2 separate regions of the Mus musculus genome follow, and region 1 is linked to region 2. Evidence: chromatin contacts called from public HiChIP or PLAC-seq data. All regions are on one chromosome and are shown on one strand. The core of a region is the stretch at or near the end of the contact, and the rest is flanking DNA. Distances in the headings are between cores, read along the strand shown.

Region 1 (3,004 bases), core at 250-2,749, 940 kb before region 2:
AGCTCTGGGTCCCTGACACATAGCCTCAGAAGCCTGTTAGCTTCTGTTGAGCTGCGCCAATCAAGAGAGAAATGTCTTGAGGAATGGGTTCCATAGGGAATCATTAGAGCAACATAGGGTTAAATTCTGTTTACCAGCCTTTGTCTGTAGGACTTCTCAGAAACTTTAGTAAGATTTGAATGCAGCGGACTCTTCAAAGGCACTTGGAAGGAGGGGCTTTGTGGTTGATATCCCAGGGTAGCCTGAGAAGAAGATGACCAAGAGCAGAGGAAGGAGATTCAGGTATTCTGACCTCCGGCAGCATTCCCATTGTTGTAAAACCTTACTCTGATAAATAAGTTTTTGGAGATTTATTCTTAATTTAAAATTATATGTATGAATGTGGTATCCAAGACCATCCCCTGGAGCTGGAGTTATTTGAACTTGGCGAGCCTCTTGTATGTGCTGGGACCTGAATTAGTGTCCTCTGCTTGAGCAGTAAGAGTTCTAGCCGAGGAGCCATCTCTCCAACCCCTTGCAGCAAGTAATTTTATCCAGAGGAAGAGATAGGAAGCGGGGAAGGGTGCAAGAAAGAGAACACACTCATCTTTTGATTGTTCATGGGGCTAAGCCTTTCAACGATTGTGGAAAGAGAATGAAATTACCCCAAATCAGGCCTGTTCTCCTCTTGACTCTGTCTCACCATCCGTCCATTTCTGTGATCTCCTGTATAGGCGCCTACAATCTGTGCCATCCGCAAGGTGAGTCACTGTCTGAATTTACGGAGCCTTGCTTCTCTTGGTCTGATCGTTCGGCCTGGGCGACACGAAAGCAGAAGGCTCATAGATTCCGAAGCACCTCAAGGCTGGCTTCCTCTTTCTTTTTCCATTCGCAGGTCGCTTGCCCTCTCTGGGTGCACCAAGAGAGAGTAAATGACTATGAGTGAAGATGGCCGGTTTCCTGGACGCTCCCAGTCCCAGAAAGGAAAGGCACTGACCAACTCCCCTGCAGACAGGGTTTTTAAAATGACGCTGAGGATGGGAGTGGGGGTGGGGTAGAGAATGGTCCCTAAGCTCAGTTTGACTGTGCTGGGAGCTGGGTCCAGATGGCTTAAGTAACAAATAGTTTAAGAGAGAAAAGCAAGGCTTTAAGGACCAGCTGGGAGTGGTCCCAGACTTTGGGTCAGATCCAACGCAGTGCTGGCCTAGGACACCCCGCAAAAAGTCCAGATGATACTGTGTGTAAGGAACAGGTTTTAGGTGATGTTTACCCGTGTTGGGTTGATGTGAAGAGTAACGCTTAGCTCACCCCAAATGACAACTGCACCCCTTCTGTTGACATTTATGCCAGACAGTGGGATCCCAGGATGCCCTCAAGGCCTCATCGGGTTGACCCCGCCCCTTTTCACCTGGGCACGCCCCTGGTGGCGGAGACTTCCGGATTTCCCTGCCTGCCAGAGCTCCACCCCTCTGGCCTTATGCCCAGACTCCGCAGTCCGGAGCTGGTAGAACCCGAGCTCAGAGCTTGGAGAGGCTGGCGGAGCAGGAGCTGCGCGGCTGCGGAGTCCTCGTGCCTTGAGGACAGATGTGCGCCGGCATAGGGGGTGCACCAACCTGAGCTGGGGTGAAGCTTCTAGAGAGGACAAGCCGGCGACAGCGAGATGCAGCCGGAGGAGCCCTGCGCCCCGAGCGCGCCCGGCGGTCCTGACGTCCCGGAGAGAGGCCAGCGCTCGCGGGACCCCGGACCGCGCCTGTCGGGCCAGCTACTGCCCGAGCTCTACAGCTTCGTGGCGCGCGTCCTTTTCTACCTGGCACCGGTCTACCTGGCGGGCTACCTGGGGCTCAGCGTCACCTGGCTGCTGCTTGGCGCCCTGCTCTGGATGTGGTGGCGCCGGAACCGCCGCGGGAAGCTGGGGCGCTTGGAGGCCGCCTTCGAATTCCTGGAGCACGAGCGCGAGTTCATCAGCCGTGAGCTGCGGGGCCAGCATTTGCCAGCCTGGGTAAGCCGGGCCCGGCGGAGGGCTGTGGGTTTCCGAGGGGGGAGCTGGGGCGTACTCCCGGGTCTTCACGCAAGGGCCGGGCTTCAGAGAAGAGTCGGAGGTGGGACACACCCAGGATCAAAACTGGGCGTCCAGGACTCCGCAAAGTTGCTCGCGTAGGAAACAGGGCGCTTCTTCCACCCGCCTGTTGATTTAAGAACTAGCGAAGGGCGTGACACGTATATAGACACATACAGCAGTGACAGGAGCACAGGGCTCTGGTCGCCTTCAGCCGAGAGCTGGCAGGAGTGCTCCGCAGAGCAAGCCGGGATACTGCGTGGACCACTGTCCTCTCCCTTCTTATGCCATGGGCTTGAGCGGGCCGTGTGCACACTCGTAGTCCAGAGACAAACCCGCTTCCTGGTGGCGGTTGGCATGGCTATGGTTTCTCAAATGCATCTGGTCCTGAGAACCCCACCTGGTTCACGTAAAAACAAAATCTGTACCCCCAGCTTAATTCCTCGGGTGGGGAACAAGGACGTTTAGGATTGGATGTTTCGCAAACATTGACCAAAGGAGTCCGTTTCAGAGGGTTAGTGTGTGACAGATCTGCCCCCTGGAGCTGGAGGCTTCTGCTTCCCTGAGTATCTTGTATCTCAGACTCCCAGGGGAGATATGCGGAGGCCCCCCCAGACTCCTAATTTCGGCTGGCTTGAATGTTTTGCGTGTGGCCTGAACTCTAAAACGCAGCTGAATCTATGAGCATCACACCTGTCTGTGATTGAGAAGAGAACGTTAGCATGGCTTATTAATCTCATTTGGAAATTAAGTCTTGCCTGTATGTAGTTTGTTAAGGCCATTGCAGCAAAGTACCACAGATGTGGTGGTTTGGACAACAGAAACTTAGTATCCTGTAGGTGATTAGTTCAAGATCACCATATCTAGGGGTCCATTCTGAGTCTGCTATCTCTCTCTCTCTTCTGCCCGCGGCTGACTTCTGACTTCCCTCTGTGTACCTGTGCCCAAGTGTTTATTTTGCATACAAGA
Region 2 (3,304 bases), core at 712-3,211:
GGCCCGGACGGTTGCTGCCAATGCACTCCGGGTGATGGACGGCCCGGAAATGGGCGCCCTCGGGGGACACGGGGCTCCGCGGGGCGGCGACAGCTGGATTCCAAGAGTGCACAAAGCCCGCAGGAGGGTCCATTGTAGCGATCCCTCCTCCCAGGGTGAGAGGGCGGAGCGGGGATCGGGGCGGGGCGGGGCAGGGGGCGGGAGGGGCGGGGGCGAAGATGGTGCAGAGCCAGGTTTGTCCCTGCTGTTGGCCACTTTCAGTTCAGACCTTCCATTTGCTCTTTTCACCCAACCCCTCCTAGCCTAGAAAGAGGAGGTGTGGAAGGGGAAAGGTTGCTTTTGGTCCTAGTTTTTGTGTACCCCCTCCTTACTTCCCTTGAGAGTTCTTCAAACGCCTGGAATTCTCACCGGTACCCCCCTGGGAGTTCTTCAAACGCCTCTTGAGTGTTGAAAACGCGTCTCCTTCAGGTTTGCTAGCGTCATCAAGGAAGAGGCCATTTACAGGCCTTTGTCTAAAGCTCAGCATCCGTGGCCTGGCCAGTTCCTAGGAAGCTGATGTTTTAACTCTAGGGATGAAGAGCAGAGCAACTACCCACAGCTCTCCCAGGAAATGATGCGAAGTTGGTGGTATTAAATATGCACTGGACAAGAAAGCGCTCCAGGTGAACCCATGCACGGTGGTGGTCAGAGACCCAAGGCTTTTTGCGCGTGTGGACTGACACTATTCTGCGGGATCGTGTGGTTCTGTCTTCTTCCAGGAAAGGAAAGCACAGACCTTTTCTGGAATTTACAGTTTGTGGTTTTTTTTTTTTTTCAGTTAATATATTCTGGGCCCTTTCCATACCTGTGCACGGAAAGACTCCCCAGTATTTCTGTAAGCTTCTATTACTAGCTTCAGCTCCTATTTACCTGGGTCGGGGAGGGGGTGGGGGAGGGGGTGGGCGTGTTCCGTGGCTTCTGATCCTTGTTGCCATTGGCAACAGTAGCAGTGAAGACCTTTATCCCTTCTCACCTGCTACCTGTGTGTTACAAAGAGATGACATTCAGTGTCTGACCTTTTGACCTACTAAAGACTAAATATTTCTTTAAATTCCCCCCCTCCCCCCAACAGATCAGAGCCTAGGAGCCTGTGGAATGAGATCTGGTATGCTTTCTTCTCAGTGCAGAACCATGCCTCCCCCAGCTAAATGACTAAAGGGCACACCATCAGGGTAGGCAAGTGTCCTCTGGGAGAAAGGTTGGAATTTTAGCCCTCCTTACTCTCTCAGGGACTCTCTTGCTGAACACCAGGGACTCTCATCCTCAGCCTTATCGAAATGAATCTTAGAAGATTTTCAGTAGCACTGCTGGTCCTGGTCCCCTAAAGTTCTGCAAAGATATCTCCAGATATTTTTAAGTTCTGGGGTTAGAAAACACACACACACACACACACACACACACACACACACACACACACCCACCCTGGTTGAGGGCCACAGTTGGATTCCCATCACAGCCTTGGTCTGTCCTTTGTCTGCTCTGGCATGCTCAGGGCATCCGATTGTTATCTAGATCCTGGCCCTGTGTCCCCTCCCCAGTTAGTACAGAACTCAGGTTGGGCAGTCAAGACTGCCTGTCCCAGGCCTGTGTAAGGTAAAGGTGTGGGAAGCCACTTCTTCAGGCACTTTGGCCCAAATCATCTAGTGTAAGACATTGTGTGAGGGGCAGCCAAGGCACACAGCTTCGTTGTCATCCTGATTCACTGGAATGGAGGTTTGGGTCTCTGGAGGCTTGAAAGCTAAGCAAACGTTTCTTCCACCATCCACTCCCCAACAAGTCCAAAGTCCTTCATCCTCTCCAGCCACTTCCCTTTGTGCCCTGAGATGAACCTCCTGAGATGGTTTATGCCAAAGTCTCATGTAGTGCTTGACACACAGTAGGGACAGTAAGCCCTGGTCTGTTGCTGAGCTGAGAGTGGATCCTTATGTTCTGGACAGAGGTTGCTCCAGGTCTCTGCTATTCATCAGGGAGGACACAGCTCTAGCCACTCCTTCTTCCCCTGACCACTTTGGCCATCTCCTGGTCTCTCGACCTTTACTCTGAGCTGGTTTGCTGAGCACACAGCACACTAGTCAGTTAGTTTACCGTCTCTGCCTGTCTCTTTGTCTAGTGCCCTAAATAGATCCAAGAGCTCCCGCTCTTCTAGATCTCCTAGGAGGCTTTCTGTGGTAGTCGGGGTATCACCTGTGGATGGTGACCCCTTTGTGGGGAAGGGGGCGGTGGTGTATGTGTCAAATGACCCTTTCATAGGGGTGGCCTAAGACCATTGGAAAACACAGATATTTACATTACAATTCACAACAGTAACAAACTTACAGTTATAAAGTAGCAACGAAATGTGATTGTGTGTGGGGGTGGGGTGGGGGGTGGGTTCACCACAACATGAGGAACTGTATTAAAGGGTCGCGGCATTAAGAAGGTTGAGAACCAGTGAGTTAGGCTTTCTCTTGTTGTGATAAAACAAAGGCAACTTATAGAAGGGTTTACTATTGGCTTAGAATGATATGAGTCTGTTGCTGTCGTGTGGGGAGCATGACAGCCTACAGGCAGGAATGGCTCTGGGGCAGTCTTCAATGGGGTATCTATACCACACAGCCCTCCTCCTAAGACTCTGAAGACGGGACAGAAAGACTGTAAGAGCCAGAGGCAGAGGATAACTACACATGTCTCTATCAGGAAGTCAGAGCAGTGGGCACTGAGGATAAAGGTGAAGAGAGGACTTTGAAATGTGAAAGCCTGCCTCCCACACACTCTGCCCATTCATCCTCCAATGATTCAGTACCTCCTGGGGGCGATACCAACCTGGGAACCAGGAAGGTAAACATCTGCAACTACAAGGGTCATAGCTGCTGACTGTTCTTGTTGCAGCATCAGATTGCCTGTGTGGGCTTTAGGGCAGACCCCCTGTTTTGAGTTACTGCAGTGCAAAGCACTCCATGGATGCTGTGGGCACTACGTTGGCTCTCTGTCTGCTGATGCTCCTTCTGCTCACTGGATTCTGTAAGAGCTGGTTTCAAGTGCTCTTCTGTGTGACTCAGGGGTTACCTGTGATGTGTAATCACAGAGAAACAACGGGGGAGAGAACATCAGAGATGGGAGGCCTCTGGGGGGTGCTGGGGATCAAGGAGAGCTCCTTAAAGAAGGTGACTCTTGCTAGAGCTTCAGGTCAGGCAGAATCAAGGGAGTGTCAAGGGGGTCCAGGGGAGGGTGAGCATGGAGTGGGAAGGAAAGAAGAGAGGAGGGGGGAGTTAGGGGACAGTCAGCA

What was found. HiChIP or PLAC-seq counts read pairs in DNA pulled down with a chosen protein or histone mark.
Region 1: a contact with region 2 is called in an HNF4G HiChIP or PLAC-seq map of pancreatic cancer cells. The contact joins the promoter of Esyt3 here to the promoter of Rbp1 in region 2. A contact is called at or near these places in 1 of 39 promoter capture datasets (liver) and 1 of 115 datasets of contacts at active chromatin or transcription factors (pancreatic cancer cells).

Annotation. Positions count from the first base shown.
Region 1 is chr9:99,357,025-99,360,028 of GRCm38.p6, reverse strand. It overlaps Esyt3 (extended synaptotagmin-like protein 3), which reads left to right and starts at 1,499. Exons shown (of 23, transcript NM_177775.3): 1 at 1,499-1,978. The coding sequence starts at 1,640.
Region 2 is chr9:98,421,618-98,424,921 of GRCm38.p6, reverse strand. Rbp1 (retinol binding protein 1, cellular) reads right to left here and starts at 1,961. Exons shown (of 4, transcript NM_011254.5): 1 at 1-1,961.